Regions from separate parts of the Mus musculus genome. Here region 2 is linked to region 1. Evidence: chromatin contacts called from public Micro-C data. All regions are on one chromosome and are shown on one strand. Each heading gives the region's core, a stretch centred on a gene start, on an enhancer-like site or on the middle of the called end of the contact. The rest is flanking DNA. Distances are from core to core; before and after follow the strand shown. Region 1 overlaps Atg10 (autophagy related 10). Region 2 overlaps A830009L08Rik (RIKEN cDNA A830009L08 gene).

The links. A called contact is a pair of places that touch in the nucleus more often than the background predicts.
Region 2: a contact with region 1 is called in a Micro-C map of granulosa cells, with 2.6 times the contacts expected there. The contact joins two enhancer-like sites. A contact is called at or near these places in 1 of 15 datasets of contacts at CTCF or cohesin (large pre-B cells), 22 of 484 Hi-C or Micro-C datasets (the AML12 cell line, B cells, the C2C12 cell line and 15 more) and 10 of 115 datasets of contacts at active chromatin or transcription factors (the NIH/3T3 cell line, T-cell acute lymphoblastic leukemia, differentiating embryonic stem cells and 7 more).

The regions. Positions count from the first base shown.
Region 1 is chr13:90,976,168-90,983,500 of GRCm38.p6, forward strand. All of the region lies in intron 5 of Atg10 (autophagy related 10), which reads right to left. Among named protein-coding and RNA genes, the nearest start is that of Gm46434, 48 kb to the left of the region's middle. Within about 2 kb of position 5,789, at least 31 of the 459 cell types and tissues checked have an H3K27ac peak or open chromatin away from gene starts, as enhancers often do. A contact at or near this core is called in the C2C12 cell line and granulosa cells, where this site is marked.
Region 2 is chr13:91,364,103-91,371,320 of GRCm38.p6, forward strand. A830009L08Rik (RIKEN cDNA A830009L08 gene) reads right to left here. Exons shown (of 3, transcript NR_045161.1): 3 at 4,888-7,218. Among named protein-coding and RNA genes, the nearest start is that of A830009L08Rik, 20 kb to the right of the region's middle. Within about 2 kb of position 1,304, at least 100 of the 459 cell types and tissues checked have an H3K27ac peak or open chromatin away from gene starts, as enhancers often do. A contact at or near this core is called in the C2C12 cell line and granulosa cells, where this site is marked.

The DNA of each region.
Region 1 (7,333 bases), core at 4,539-7,038:
TAAAGAATTCATCAAATAAGCCCTGATAGAAGCTACGAATTCCATGTCTGCCACCTGGTTTGGGTAAGGAGAAGGAAACTTACTGGAAAATAAGAATGCAGGAGATTTATTTTTAGATCAGGATATACTTAGTTAATAGTCTCAACCAGAGTGGCTCAGGGCCAGAGCAAAACTCACTAATTTGAGTCTCTTTCTGTTGCCCTTTCCTTTTGACTCTCAAGCAGACAAGGTAATGAACACCAGAGACATATCTAGGATCTACAGAATATTTTTGCAGTTTCTATTTTCTAAATCATCAAGCTGTTCTCCAGTTTTATAGAGCTGTTTTTCAATTGTTGGAGATCTTTCTGCAGAAAGGCAATTTTATTTCTATCCTTGGTGCTTCGATTTTACATTCTATCAACACTAAACATTGATTAAGCCTGCTGCAATACACTCCCTTGTATTTGGGTCTTTGAGTGCTCAGAAGGTCATTAATTATTACAGTGTAACTATCTAGAAATATTTTTTTTTAAAAAAATATAACTGATGCAGGTGCTAAATTATGTGTTAGCATTTGGTTTTGTTTGTTTCAAGAAAAAATGAATTGCTTTTTTTCTTTATCTCTTTTTATAAATTTTATTCCCCCTCCCCATGTGTGTGTGTGTGTGTGTGTGTGTTTGTGTATGTATGTGTGTTCCAGAGGAGGCAAGAAGGCAGCATTGGATCCTATACAGCTGGAGCTTTAAGCTGAGCTGTCTGATTTAGGTGCTGGGAACTGAACTCAGGTCCCCCACAAGAACAGCAAATGTTCTTAACCACTGAGCCATCATCTCTCTAGCCCTGACCTGTTATTTCTTATCAAACATGATTTTTTTTTCTTTTGAGACATTCTTGCTATATAGCCCAGTCTGTCATTGAACTTATGATTTCTTTGCCTCTGCCTCCTGAGAACGAAAATTACTGGCCTTAAAGAACTTAACAAAGCCATCAAAAGTTGGTAGGCAACTTTTCAAACTGACTCAATAATTGATGTCCCTGTGTAATCCAGTCTTCTTGTGTGTAGGTCAGTCAGACTTAGTGACTCATTTCTACTGAATTGAATGTGGCCATGTGAGGGGATGACACTTCCATGACTCTGTACAAGGCTGTTACCTAGTCTGTTGACTGGCACACTTTCTCTTTTGCTGGCATTCTCCATGCTCTCATTTTTGGCTCTGACACAGCAAGTGACCGTGTTCTGAGATGTCACACGGATAAGCCACATGGCAAAGAACAAAGGGAGGCTCCATTTTGACAGACAAGGAGAAACTGAGTTTTACCAACAAGAAAACAACCACACGAATGAATGAGCTAGAAGTGGCTCTTCCCAAACAATGCATACAATTTGGTTGTATGCCTAGCCTTTAACAGCTCAGCCATCTCTCCAGCCCTCCCAGACAATTCTTAAGAAGACTTTAAGCCCAGTGAAACGCCCTAAGTAGAGGACATAGCTAGGCTATGCCTGATTTTCCTAGCACATGTGAATTTCAAAAATAATTATAAATTACATGTCATCATTTATGTTGTTTAGTAAATATTTAAGAATAGCCTCTGATGTGTCATGAACTTGGGGAGTGTCTTAGGGTTTTACTGCTGTGAACAGACACCATGATCAAGGTACCTGTCATAAGAACAACATTTAATTGGGGCTATCTTACAGGTTCAGAGGTTCAGTCCAGTATCATCAAGGTGAGAACATGGCAACTTCCAGGCAGGCATGGTGCAGGAGGAGTTGAGAGGTCTACATCTTCATCTGAAGGCTGCTAGGAGAAGAGTAGCTCCCAGGCAGCTAGGATGAGGGTCTTAAAGCCCACACCCACAGTGACACACCTACTCCAACAGGACCACACCACCTAACAGTGCCACTATCTGGGCCAAGCATATCCCAACCATCACAGGGAGGTACTGAGAATGGAGTGTAGATGAACACACATTGTCCCCATCCTCCAGGCCCAGAAGACCTTGCTATATGCTCTCCTTCAGCTGCCAGTTTTCCTGTGCCTTCCCACAAGAGCAACCACTGGCTGCCACATGACAAGAAAGCTCTCCTACTTGAGAGATTTGCTTTCGTGTGGAAGGCTTTGGGTAAACTATAGACCTGTCTGACCTATTGATAAATGCCACTCACAGGGAGAGTCTTCTCAGCTACAAGAAGATCTCTAGCAGGTGGAGACAATGATGCTTTAATACTCAAATCCTCTTACAGACAAAGGAAGAATGAGTCTACAGTAATTTTCATATTAAAAATCTCATCCCATTTGCCTAATCATAATGGTAATTATAATTGGAAACCTGTAACAATTGTTGCAACAACAATGCAAGTGCAAGTCTTTTGTAAATTACTAGTCCTCATCTTCTTCCACTAGATTATTCCTATTAAATTTTTAACCCCACAGATGTGCTTCATCATAATACCACGTGATTTTTTTAGGGACAATTTTGTATCACTGAAAATCAATTACATTTCTGGAAGCAGCTTTTCATCCATATTTAAATATTTTTGGACTATATGTATCTCCATATATACAGATGATGAAAATGTGAAAGGACGATGGTGAGGAAGCCCATGGGTATGAATAGAGGCTTTACTTCTGCCACCTTAGTCCAACGAAAAGCTCAGGCGAACTTGATACTGAACAAACATGATCAGATTTGTTCAAAAGACAACTTAAATGATGTTACCTGAAGCTCAAAAGAAAGAAAGGGCAACTCTGGCTTAGATAATGCCAAAATAAAGTGTTAGTAGCAGAGGAGTAATTAGCAGAGATCAGGGCAAAACTGCAGTCAGAGACCACAAGTTAGTTATGGAGGGCAGCAGATTCTGGACTTTTCATCCCAGTGTTAAAAACTGGATATAATGAAATGCATCAAAGACATAGGTCCAACCCCCAGAAACCCAGCATTATAGCACCTGACAGAGTGACTGTTATCCATCACGGGCAGAAAGATACTTGGGGCTTACCACAGCAGGTAGATGGTACCTTTTGAGAACATCTCATTCTTGCTGTGCTTCCTGGCTAGCTACACTATATTTTGCCATAAAGTGGCCAGTGATAATGTTCCTCCAGGCTAATTGGCTGATTCAAGATATGACATTCCATTCTCTTTGCAGCTATGCCTCATGATCCCAGTCATACACAGCATCCTACATTGTCACTTGAGAGCTTAATTAGCATTCTCAGGGTTTTATTCAAAGAGCTAAACAAGATGGAAGTAACAGATAGAAGGTCACCTTGTAGGAGCTGGAGAAGAAGCTAGGACCTGCAAAGGAAGGGAGAGATGGTGTGGGGACCATGGTGAGAAGCAACCGTACTGTTGGCTCCAGTGCAAGAGAGAAGGTTGGAGTTGAAACTAGAGAAGGCAGGCGAGGCCAACATCCTTGAGAAGCAATGCTGAAGGTGGTGTAAAGCCAAGGGTTAAAACTGGCTCTTAACCAAAAGACAGAAAATTTAAGGAATATACAAAATTGTTCAGTTAAGTAAAATCAAAGATTCAGAGAAAGGTAGCTGGGGGAGAACATAGATATTTGTGGGGGTAGATGGGGAGATGAAAAATATATCTTATTTGGGCTACTATAAGTTTGAAGTGCCATCAACCCAGCACATAGGTTGTGTAAACAGACTGGCCCATGTAGGTCGTATGGACCCTGACACCAGAGGAACTGGCATAGAATGGGCAAGGTTGAGCATGACCAAAACATGGACATCTCAAAACTTGAGATTAGAATCTTATCCCGTGACCAGCAGGAGTAGGGTTAATTATCTCCCTGTTTCTGTGCCTGCCTTGAACTTGGTGGTCACAAGTAGTCAGTCAGAAGCACCATACTGGGAGCTCCTCTCCAGGCAAATGAGGCATCTCAGTGCCTTAGCTTTCAGCCTATTACCTTTTGCCACTCTGGACAGTCTCATCCCCAAAACTATATAACTATATAACTAACTATATAACTATATATATATATACACACACATATATATTCATAATATAACAATATAACTATATAACTATATATACATATGTATATATATATATATATATATATATATACACACTGAATAAAGTATGTGTTCAATTCAAACTCACCCCCAATAAAGAAGTTACCACAAGCTAAGATTGTCTCAGAAAGCCAACTGGATCTAGATCCTGTTTGCCCCAGATTCCACTTCACCTTTCTTGACCTGGCATACATCAGCATCTGATGCCCAGGAGGACTGTGGACCCCACCGCTTCCCAAAGTTGCCCAGTCTTCTCCCAGCCAGTGTATTGGCAGCATCGGGGTACCCTGAGAGGAGAGTCAAAATCCATAGCCACAGATCTGTAGCCAGAGGAGTTTCTAAGCTCAAGGACTAAATTCAGGGTCAGTAGTTTACAAAGGGGTGTTTAAAGGTTTGGATCTGGACAGAAGTACCCAGGAAGAGTGCACAGCCAAGTCTTGCAGTCACTCTAGGATGCACAGTCTGATATAGGATGAACTTAAGATCAGGGACTGAGGTCCATGGCTATCATAGACTTGACAATTTTGCTACATACTATCAACCTGATGTTCAGTAAAGTTGTAATTCCCCTGCCCCCCACCCAAGCAGTGCAATATGAAACTGACCCCTCCATGATGAGGGTTACAGCTCAGGATAGAACACTTACCCAGCATGACCAAGGGCCCCAGGTTCAATACTCTAGCACTGGAGGAAGGCAGCCTTCATTAAACATGGTGTTTCTTTCTCATATATCACATGTTTCAGACTTTTACCTTTTTGCCAGTATAGTAAGATAAAAATGGCATTTCAGTGCAGTTTTATTTTGTACAGTTTTATAAATTAGCTGAAGTATCTTTTCAAGTATTTAGGCTACTTATCTCTATGAACTGTGTATGCTCATAACCTCTAAAAGGGAAGTCTCTCAACACAGGAGATAAATAATGGAAGATCCTACGTCAGAGAGAGATGCTGTCACAATAAAGACTCACATCCTAATAGTGTTTACAATTCAGAGAAAAAGAACAGGTTGTCAGTATCGGAAAGTGGTAGGTCCTCTTTTCCTTTTGCAACAGAAGCAATGACAGATAATGTCAGTTCCAGAATTGGTGTCACAAAGAGATGAACTGTCTCTCTTCATATGATATCTGTTCTTACTCTGAGATATGACTGAGGAGAGATGGGCCTGAGTCATGAAACAAGAAGACGCCAACTATCTCCCACAGAGTCAGCAAAGTGAATTCAATAGGGGAGTGAATAGTAAGAGTCAGGAGCTTGGTGTACCTTTGGGCTTTGTGGTCATCACACTGACGAAAGCCTCAATGCTGTGGTTTTGTCCCTGGGGTGAGAACAGACAGTATCTGAGTACTGGAGTACTTGGTTAACACAATCGGGGGTGGATTACCCAGGGCTGCAAGGAGCTGGTGAGTTTTAAATGGTAAAGGAGTCATGATCTTGACTTCTCAGTTTGAGATGAGGAGGAAAGTGAAGGCTACAGGAGAAACAGATCCCCTCGAGAAAGAGAGAACTGGGGTTCAATGGAAGCCAATGGCTGGACAAATATTCAATAAAGGAGAATGCAGAAGGGAACCCAGAGACACCACCTCCTCTTGCCATGCTATGGAGAACAAGGTCTACAGAGCACAGTGGAAATTATAGCTTGGAGGAGAGAAGTGGGAAATGGGGTTAAGGGAAAGAGAAGACAGAAAAACAATGTGTAAGAATACAGGAACATAAGGCTGGACAAGGGAAGTTACTAATATCATGAAGAGGAAAAGATCCAGAGCCTGCAAAGCATATGTAAGAAATAATAAAAACCACAATACAGGATAGGGCAGAGATAAAGCTGCTTCATTGTATGACTGCATAGTGATTCACAGAAAAGCGAATTCTTAGCAGATAATATTGCAAGTAGTTTGTTCTGGACATAAGATTTTCAATTCCATTGCACACTATGGATGGAAGTTGGTTCAGTGTTTTACAAGTGGGAGCTATTGTGCTGAAATTAAAACCCAGAAGTTTTCTTTATGATGATAAGCCTCCTTATCACTACAGGAGAAACTTTAAGTTCTAATTAAACTTCTAAATTAACCTAAATGAAGCCCAGCTTCATTTAATAGAATCCTAGAATTTCAAATTACATAGCACTTAGATATCACCAAGTTTGACTTACCCTATCCAAAGCAAAGAAAGAAAGAAAGAAAGAAAGAGAGAGAGAGAGAGAGAGAGAGAGAGAGAGAGAGAGAAAGGAAGACAGACAGACAGACAGACAGACAGACAAAGGATTGATTAATCCTTCTTGAATCCAAACATTCTGGCTTCTACAGACTCTCCTCAGCATACATATTTTCCCCTTGTCCTGATTAAAGGGAGACTGCCTAGGCATGTAGAAGCTAAGTGGAGGCTGTGTAGATGCTGTTATATCCCCCACTCCAGTCTCCTTCCCAAGCTCAAAGGAGTTTCATATCTAGCCAGGTTTCCTCTTAGAAAGATAGAAACAGATTCTATATCTGCTGACAGACACCACAGTTAGAAAATGATGATTTGTAGGTTAAAGAGTCAGAAGAAGAAGGAAGCCTAGAGACAGGGGCTTGACATCTGGGTGACTGCTGGTTCTGTAGGGTGCATCAGGGTAGCAAGGCCCTGGAAGCACAAAGGGTTTTGGGGTATGATCTGGAAGACTTATCCTCTAGATGTTAGGGTACAGGAAACAAAGCAATTCTTACAGTAAACAAAACCAAGCTTCAAAACACAGGTTGGAACTTTGTGAGTAGAATCCCTAGGGCCCTTAAATGAGCTGCATACCCAAAGGAGAAAAAAAAAATCTTCTCTGGATAGAAATAACATTTTTAAAAAAGATTTCTATTATCCATGCGAAATGTTATATTCTTGATATCTGATACTAAATAAAAAGTAACTATAAAAAAAGACAAGATGAATAACACAGATAATACAAATATTATTGTCAGACATGGAGATACCAGCCATTTAGTTCAATTTCTAGCAATATGCTCAAGAAAGCTTGAGAGTTTTGGTAGAGTAATTGGATTTTTTTGGGTAATGTTAATATAAGTTGTGCATGGTGGTACACTCTTTTTTTAAAAAGATTTATTTATTTATCTTATGTGTGTGAGATTGTTTTTTCCTTTTTTGAGACAGAGTCTGAATCTGTAGACCAAGCTGGCCTAGAACTTGCGGTGTATTTTAATGGCCTGGAACTCAAAGTGATTTTCCTGGCTTAGCCTCCAAAGTCATGGGATTACATGTGTGACACATCATACCTGGCTAAAATATTTTTAATTAACTAGTGAGTGGTGGTGAATACCTGTCGTCCCAGTATTCAG
Region 2 (7,218 bases), core at 54-2,553, 380 kb after region 1:
GCCTGCTTGGTAACTCGGGGTCTCACCATGGACCCAGACTGGTCTTATCTGCTGTCTCAGCCTAGGAATTGCTGAGCTTACAGGCTTGTGCCACCATGACTGTCTGGTAGCTGTTTTCAAAGAAAAGGAAAAGCATTTCTCCAGTTAGCCATGGGAGCTGCCAGCTGAAGTCTTCCATTACTCAAGCCCAACTGGAGCCCATACTTGATTCTCTTTCTTGTTCTGTTGGCTCCAAACCATTGCCTATATTCATTCCTCCATGTCCACAAATTTCTGAAACTGCCTGTTTATCTTCCTTTAGGAGTAGGGAAGAATGGCTTCCCACCTTTTCATCCTTAAAGAAGAGCCACAGTGGCTCATAGCAATAGCAGGGATGTGTTATAGTGTGGGAGGTGGGTGGCCTCCCAGCCTTTCTTGGTTATCTCGCTGCTGTCCTGAGGCCTTTCTGTGTCTGTGTGTATGTGTGGGGGGATGTCTGTATGTCTCTATGTGTTTGTCTCTGTGTGTGAGCCTGTGTGTGTATGTGTGTTTCTGTGTGTGTGTCTGTGTGTGTGTGTGTGTGTGTGTGTGTTTGTCTGTCTGTCTGTCTATATGTGGGTGTCTGTGTGTGGGTGTCTCTCTGTGTACTTGTATGTGTGTCTCTGTCTGCCTGTGTATGTGTATGTCTGTGTCTGTATGTGGGTGTCTCTGTGTGTATGTATGTCTGTATGTGTGTCTCTGTGTGTTCTTGTGTGTGTGTGTGTGTGTGTGTGTGTGTATGTCTGTGTGTATATATCTGTGTGCGTGTCTATGTCTGTGTGTATTTGTGTGTGTCTCTCTGTGTGTGTCTGTGTCTGTGTGTGTTCCCTTATAAAATTAGTGTAAGAACTGAAAAGGAGAAATGAACTAATAGGATGGAAAGATTTTCATTCCTCTCTCAAAGAAGCCTCTCAGCTGGGCGCCCCAACATTTTATAGACATTACACAGCAGAGGGGCACTGGGGAACCCTGACCTTTGGACCCACTCGGCTCTCAGGGGTGCATGAAACTGATACACTAAGCTAGTCTGAGACATCCTATGTCACTGAAGGATACCACGCCAAGGTTTTCTCTCCAGCATGATGATGCTCTATCTCTCTCCTGCTTCCCTGAGGTGGGCCACTGGGTGTTGTCCACTCCTGGGACTGGATCCTACTTCCAGCCCCACCTCCCATAGCTCCACTTCCAGGCAGCAGGAGGCCTGAGGCTCCATCCCCACTGCTGGTGGGCTGATCAGACCTAGTGAGACAGTGCCCTGGACTGCTTGGTTCTGCTCTTTCCCAATCTGTTCAACTCACTTGCCTGCTGCCAAGACTGCTCTTTTCTGCTGGCTCTGAACCAGTAAGTGCCCTGGGCAGGGACCCAGCCTCTGGAGCCATGCCCAGTGCTTGGTCCAGTGCTTGGCCCACTGCCCAGGAGTCGTCAAGAGTCTGGTCTGGGTATGTGTCCTTTCAGCTGCTTGTCCTATAGTCTTCTCCTTGGAGTGGTAGGATGGGAGACATCCATCCTTGTCATTTTTAGCCTACCCCAAAGCTTCTTTTTGCCCTTACAATAGAAATGGGCCTGATGTAGTTACAGGCACTAGCTAATTGGGGTTCTGGGACTTTTAAAGGCATTGGGGGATTCATCGTGAGCCCTCTAGTGTTCATAAAATGTTTTAGAGGGCTTTGGGGCCCTGAGTGGTGGATTCTCCAGGAACCACAGCCTGTGTGTAGCCTCAGTTTGAATGCCTATTCTAGAACATCTCTACCCTTGAGATCATTTGGTAAAAATAACCTTTCTGAGATGGGATATTGGGGAAATAAATAAAGGCTACCTTGGGCCTTAAAGACCATGTGAGTGGCCATCAAAGCAGACAATCTGTGTCCCTAGGGTGGTATCCACCACTCCACAACCACATACTGGAGCTCCAGAGGAGGCCCGATGAGACAAAACTCTGGAGGTGGGGGTGCTTTGTAATGATAGAGAGAAGAGACAAGGAAAAGATTTACAAGGCTCCCAAGCACAGAGACTCGATACACACACACACACACACACACACACACACACACATTTGAAAGAAATCAGGAAATTATAGAAAATAAACATTCTATGTAGCCACTAGGTGGGTGGCCATCGCATGTGCTGCAGACCTCAGACATTTAAATCAGAGCAGCCTAAGCCTTCCATATCTAATTCCCAGAGGCCATCTTGAACTGAGTTAGTATTGTTTATTAACAAAACCAGAACTTCTTTTTTTTCTTTCCTAAAAGCGGCACTTGGCTTTCAGACATAAATCTATATGGAGGAAATATAACTTTTCCCCAAAATCATAAGCAAGATTTTTTCGGAACTCTGTTTCCACCTGTAAACAGCAGGATACCCAGTCTGGGTTTTTAGAAAACAAGTCTAGGTTGCAGAAAAGACAATTAGAAAAAAAAAAAATCTCATTTTACCTTATATTCAGCAGATTTGGAAAGAAAGAACTACAGGACCCCAAAACACATCGCATGCTCAAAAATAATTGCCAGAGTGAGAGACCAGCACAATCTCTGACTTGGGCACATCTGACACAGTGGCATGCCTCCCAGTTATCTCAGTGACAAGTCCTGGGCAAAGTGTCACGTGGAGCATTATTCATCTAATCCCCACTTTGCTATGAACTGGAGATACTTTCCACATTCCACTCTTCAAACGTCACTATAAAGTCTTTAAGTCACAGGAGTGAAATTAAACATCCTGCCATGGGCAATGGGAATCGAAACTATGACCCCCCTAGTCTAGGATGCAAAGCCTAGCTTCATTCCAGACCAGTTCCAGATGAAGTTAAGTCCAAGCTGTAAACTTCCCTTTACTATCTTCATGGTCAAAGAAAGTTCATGACAACTTTAGAAGGGAAAATGGCTACTCTGCTAGTGTGGTTACTAAGACATCAAACTATAATTATTATCAAGAGTTTGCTAATTTATTTAGGATTTTAGAGTATCTCCTATCTAATCTTATCATACAACGCATTCTTGGCTAAACACATAAATTATGTATCAACACAGGTTTGAGGGTTTTTGTTTTTGTTGTTGTTGTTGTTTGCTCCTGTTGTTTGTTTGTTTTGTTTGTTTTTTGTTTTTTGAGCTGCAGCAGCAAGCCTTAGACATGTGAAAACATGTTACAGGATAGACATCAAGAGCAGCTGGAATAATCTCAGATTAAACCTGGCATCTTCTCAAACAAGCACCTTCACCTAGCAGGTAGCACTAAGCACTGCTTACGGAGAACAAGCAGGAATCACACAGAGCCCGGCACACAGAGCAGGGTGCATCAGTGTCAAACATACGGAGATTTGGATTCAATAAGTTCCAAACAGAAGCAAGAATCTCCGTTCCTTCCTCCAGCCCCTCCCTCTCTCATATCCCACCCTGCTCCCAACAGGGAATGAAAATTTTGACCTAAATTTGCTAGCTTGTTGAAAATGATTCTATCTTTCTTGTTACAAACTCACTTGAAGAAAAACTGTAGAATTTTGAACTTAGAGAACCAAAAATTATCTTAAAAGAATGGATTTTTGATCATTTAAATTCACATCATATTTCTTTTCCTTTGTCTATCTGGTGTTCAATGATTTAAAAAAAAAAAAAAAAATCTAGCCTAAAGCTAACCAGCAATCTGCCTAGAAAACTTGTCTTAACAAGCTAGGAAAAAACCAAAACCAACAACAACCAAAACAAAACGAAACAACAACAGACCAATAGCCTTACCTCTGTTACAGAAGAAATATACACAAGTATTAACTTTATACAAACAAGGTTGAAATGGGTGGGGTCCTTTTATTGACGTCCAGTTGTCACTGTCATTGGGAAATGTTACAGGCAGCTTCCAGTGTGTGTAGATAAATTAGGACGAGTGGAAGTGCTGAGTAACGATGCTACTTTCTGTATACCAGCTATAAACGAAGGCCTGAAAACCCTGAGCCATGTACTTGAACCGCTAAAACAAGGGGGGAGGGGAGCCCAGAAAACTAAGAGAGAAACATGTTGAGATGGGAAATTAATGAACAGAAATGGCATTCAGGCATGTCAAAAGATAAAACAGATTTAGTTTTTGGAAAGAGATCTAAACCTAGTAAACAGGGCCAAGTCTCATGAATTGCAAAAATTACATCATGTACAATCATTTTAGCAATAAATTTATTTTAACCATCGATAACTAAAGGTGGTTATTTTAGGAGAACGGAGTCAATACATTTGTTTTCCTGAAGCAGGCAGGGGCAGTATTGTGCTACTCCTGAACTTCATAAATATTCATTAATTTTTAAAGCACTCTGGTTAGCTTTGGCTATTAGCTATACAGATATTTTGCCCTTAAATAAAAATAATTACAATAATTTCATTATTTAAAATGTAACTAGCAAAACCAAAAAAAAAAAAAAAGACTATACTTTCATTAGTAAAGTATATAATCATTAGAGAATATATATATTTTTTCAAAGGATTCTGTTCTAATTGAATTCCTGGGGTAAAATTCTAATAACCATACTGACTAAAATAACCTAAATGTAACCGAAAGTAAATTGAAAATACTTTTTAAGTCTTTTTTTCAAATGAATCTCCACTTTCAAGAATACCATAGTGACCCAATTACCTGTGACGGGACCCAGTTGTTTGCCATTCTTCTGCATTGCACCCCCAGTATTTCATAGTAGACTGTCTTCACAAGCCCAGTGCCTCCCATCCCCAAAGAATCCAGTGAACGGTTAGTGATATTTACCTTACAAAGTAACCAAAGCCAGATGCGCACAGAGCTCACGTCGCTGAATAAAGAAATTGTTTCCTTGTGATCACTCTTGAAGGAGAAACAGGAAACTATGGAAATTATTCTAGTGAAACTAGGAAATCGAAGACAGAAACGCCAACTAGTTTTATTTGTAAATAAACCCAACTGTATGAACCATGCATACCTTATTCTGCTAAAGCCCTTCAGCCTTTATAAATCAGGCTTTTTACACTATGACAGATTAACAACCAGGAGGAAATATTCCTGCATATGGAATCATAGATGGAGTCCTCCACCTCGCCTCGATTCACAGCTTTCATTGTGGTACATGTCGAGTCACATTTGTAGACTATGAAGAAATAAATAAATAAGATTAAAATATAACCTTAAGAAAAGAAGTCTGGATAATTGAAAATTTTTTGAAGCAGGGCCAAAGGAGAAAAATTCACTCTAGAGGGCAACTGTATATTCAGCAAAACACATTTTCCCTTGTGCTTTGGGTGTGGCTTCTATGTGTGGGACTACATATGTGTGAGGGCATCCTGCCTTATGATTGGAGTTAAATCTATGTATTTGCCAAAAGCACATTCCAGGCCTGAGAAATGCCTCTGCTACCCAGAGTCCTTAGGTTGGCATTCTGTCCTCCGTGGTCGTTACTTGGTTTGGTCCATGTCTGAGGTAAACTGAGCCCTGGAGGCTAGTACAACTTCCTTGTTTAGGTTAGTTTGAAAAACAAGAAAAGTGTCTTCTTGTTATTGAAGATCCACGCCTACAGGCTAATTTTTCTAAACACATAGTCAGCAGACCAGCAAGAAGAAAAACTTAGCTCCTGGCTCTCTAAGTGGATTCAACTTCCTCCCCGTTCCAGCAAGGGTAGAGTTGGATAATTTCTCTTCGGAGATGTTTATTTCCACTCAAATTTATTTTTGAGGATAGGGAAGAATACTGCTGTCTCTTCTGTGGATACGACTCCAATTCAAGGAGCCAGGCTTTGGTCTGCCCACTGTTGAGACACTGGACCCTTGTGGTTACCCGTGTATAACCTTGGAAATGGGGGGGTATCACCCCCATTATCTAAGGTCCTGGATTTGAATGCAGTAGCTCTAGCCCCCAGAAATTAAATCCAAAGTCAGGATCAGCAACTCCTTTCATCAGCCCCTTGCTGGAAAAACTGTGGTGCCCAAGCTTCAAGAAGGCCCATTCCCTCTCAGTTCTTTCAGGCCCACCCAAACTGAGCAGGATGGAATGTCTAAACGTATGTATGAAAGGGAAAGGGTTCATCCCAGCTGCCTTGTCCACTCCTCACCCTAGCTTTGGGGGTAGCACCAAGCATCTAAGTGGGGAGCAACTGTAAACCACAAACACCCAAACCAGGTGCCTGGCAACTTAAACTATAGAGGAGAGCTGAAAGGGCACGGAGTCTGAAGTTTAGAGAGTTCATCTTGGTATCTGAACAGACCCACTAAGGACAGAAATGGTTATATCCCAGGATTCCCCTTGTGTGGCAGTGTGAAGTCTCAAAATTCATTTTATGACCTCAACGCCCTTTATTCCGAAAAAGGTTTAAACGTCCTGTAAGAGTTTTAAATGCACAGTGGGCATAGGCGGTGGGGAGGCACTCTTCTACTTTGCCTAGCCACTGCTTTCAAATAACCTTTGTGGCGGGGCTAGGATGCAAAGCCACCTTCGCCCAACTGGTGCAACCTCAAAAACAAGCGGAAGCCAACAGGCTGCAGGACCAATCTGCCGCTCGGCCCCAGTTCTCTCTGCAAGCCCTCCAGCCTCCAGCCCCAAGTGCCCCGCAGCCCCTTTCTCACTGCCCACTCGAGCAGGTCCCTGCCCCCCGCCCCAACCCAGCCTCTAGAAACCCACAGTCGCTCTCAGAGCCCACCAGCAAATTCCCAAAAGCCCCCAGCCTTTCCAGGAAAGAGAGAGGGGGGAAAAAAAAAGACCATGACATCACGGGCAGGTTTATTTGGGTTTGTTTGTTTGCTTGTTGGCTCGATTAAATACTCGTGGAAGGTGAACGTACCCCACACAGGAGAAGTTTGATGTTGACAAACTTCTGGTGGCAGCGAGACTGTGTCAGCACAACTTCCGGGATAATGAGAGCTGCTTTGCAGGGAGCGCGGCAGCGGCGGCGGGAGGCTGCCACAGGACGGAACAGCAAATGCTATTCAGCCCGAGCAGTTTCAAGCCGCCCGAGCTGGGGAATTACTGTAGTCGAGCTTCGGCTCTTACCACCGGCGCTGGATCTGGGCGCGCGTTAGGGGGGGAAGCTGCAGGCACAGGGCGCCGAGAGGGGAGCTTTCAAGTTACTTTGCTCCTTGCCTGCACCCGGCAGAGGCTTGCAGGCTGCGTGGTAACTGCAAACATCTTGTTCCCTGCTTCTTTGGGCGGCTGCCCTGGAACCAACCAACTTTTCTCTCCCCCAAAACTCCCTCTTTGTTTCAA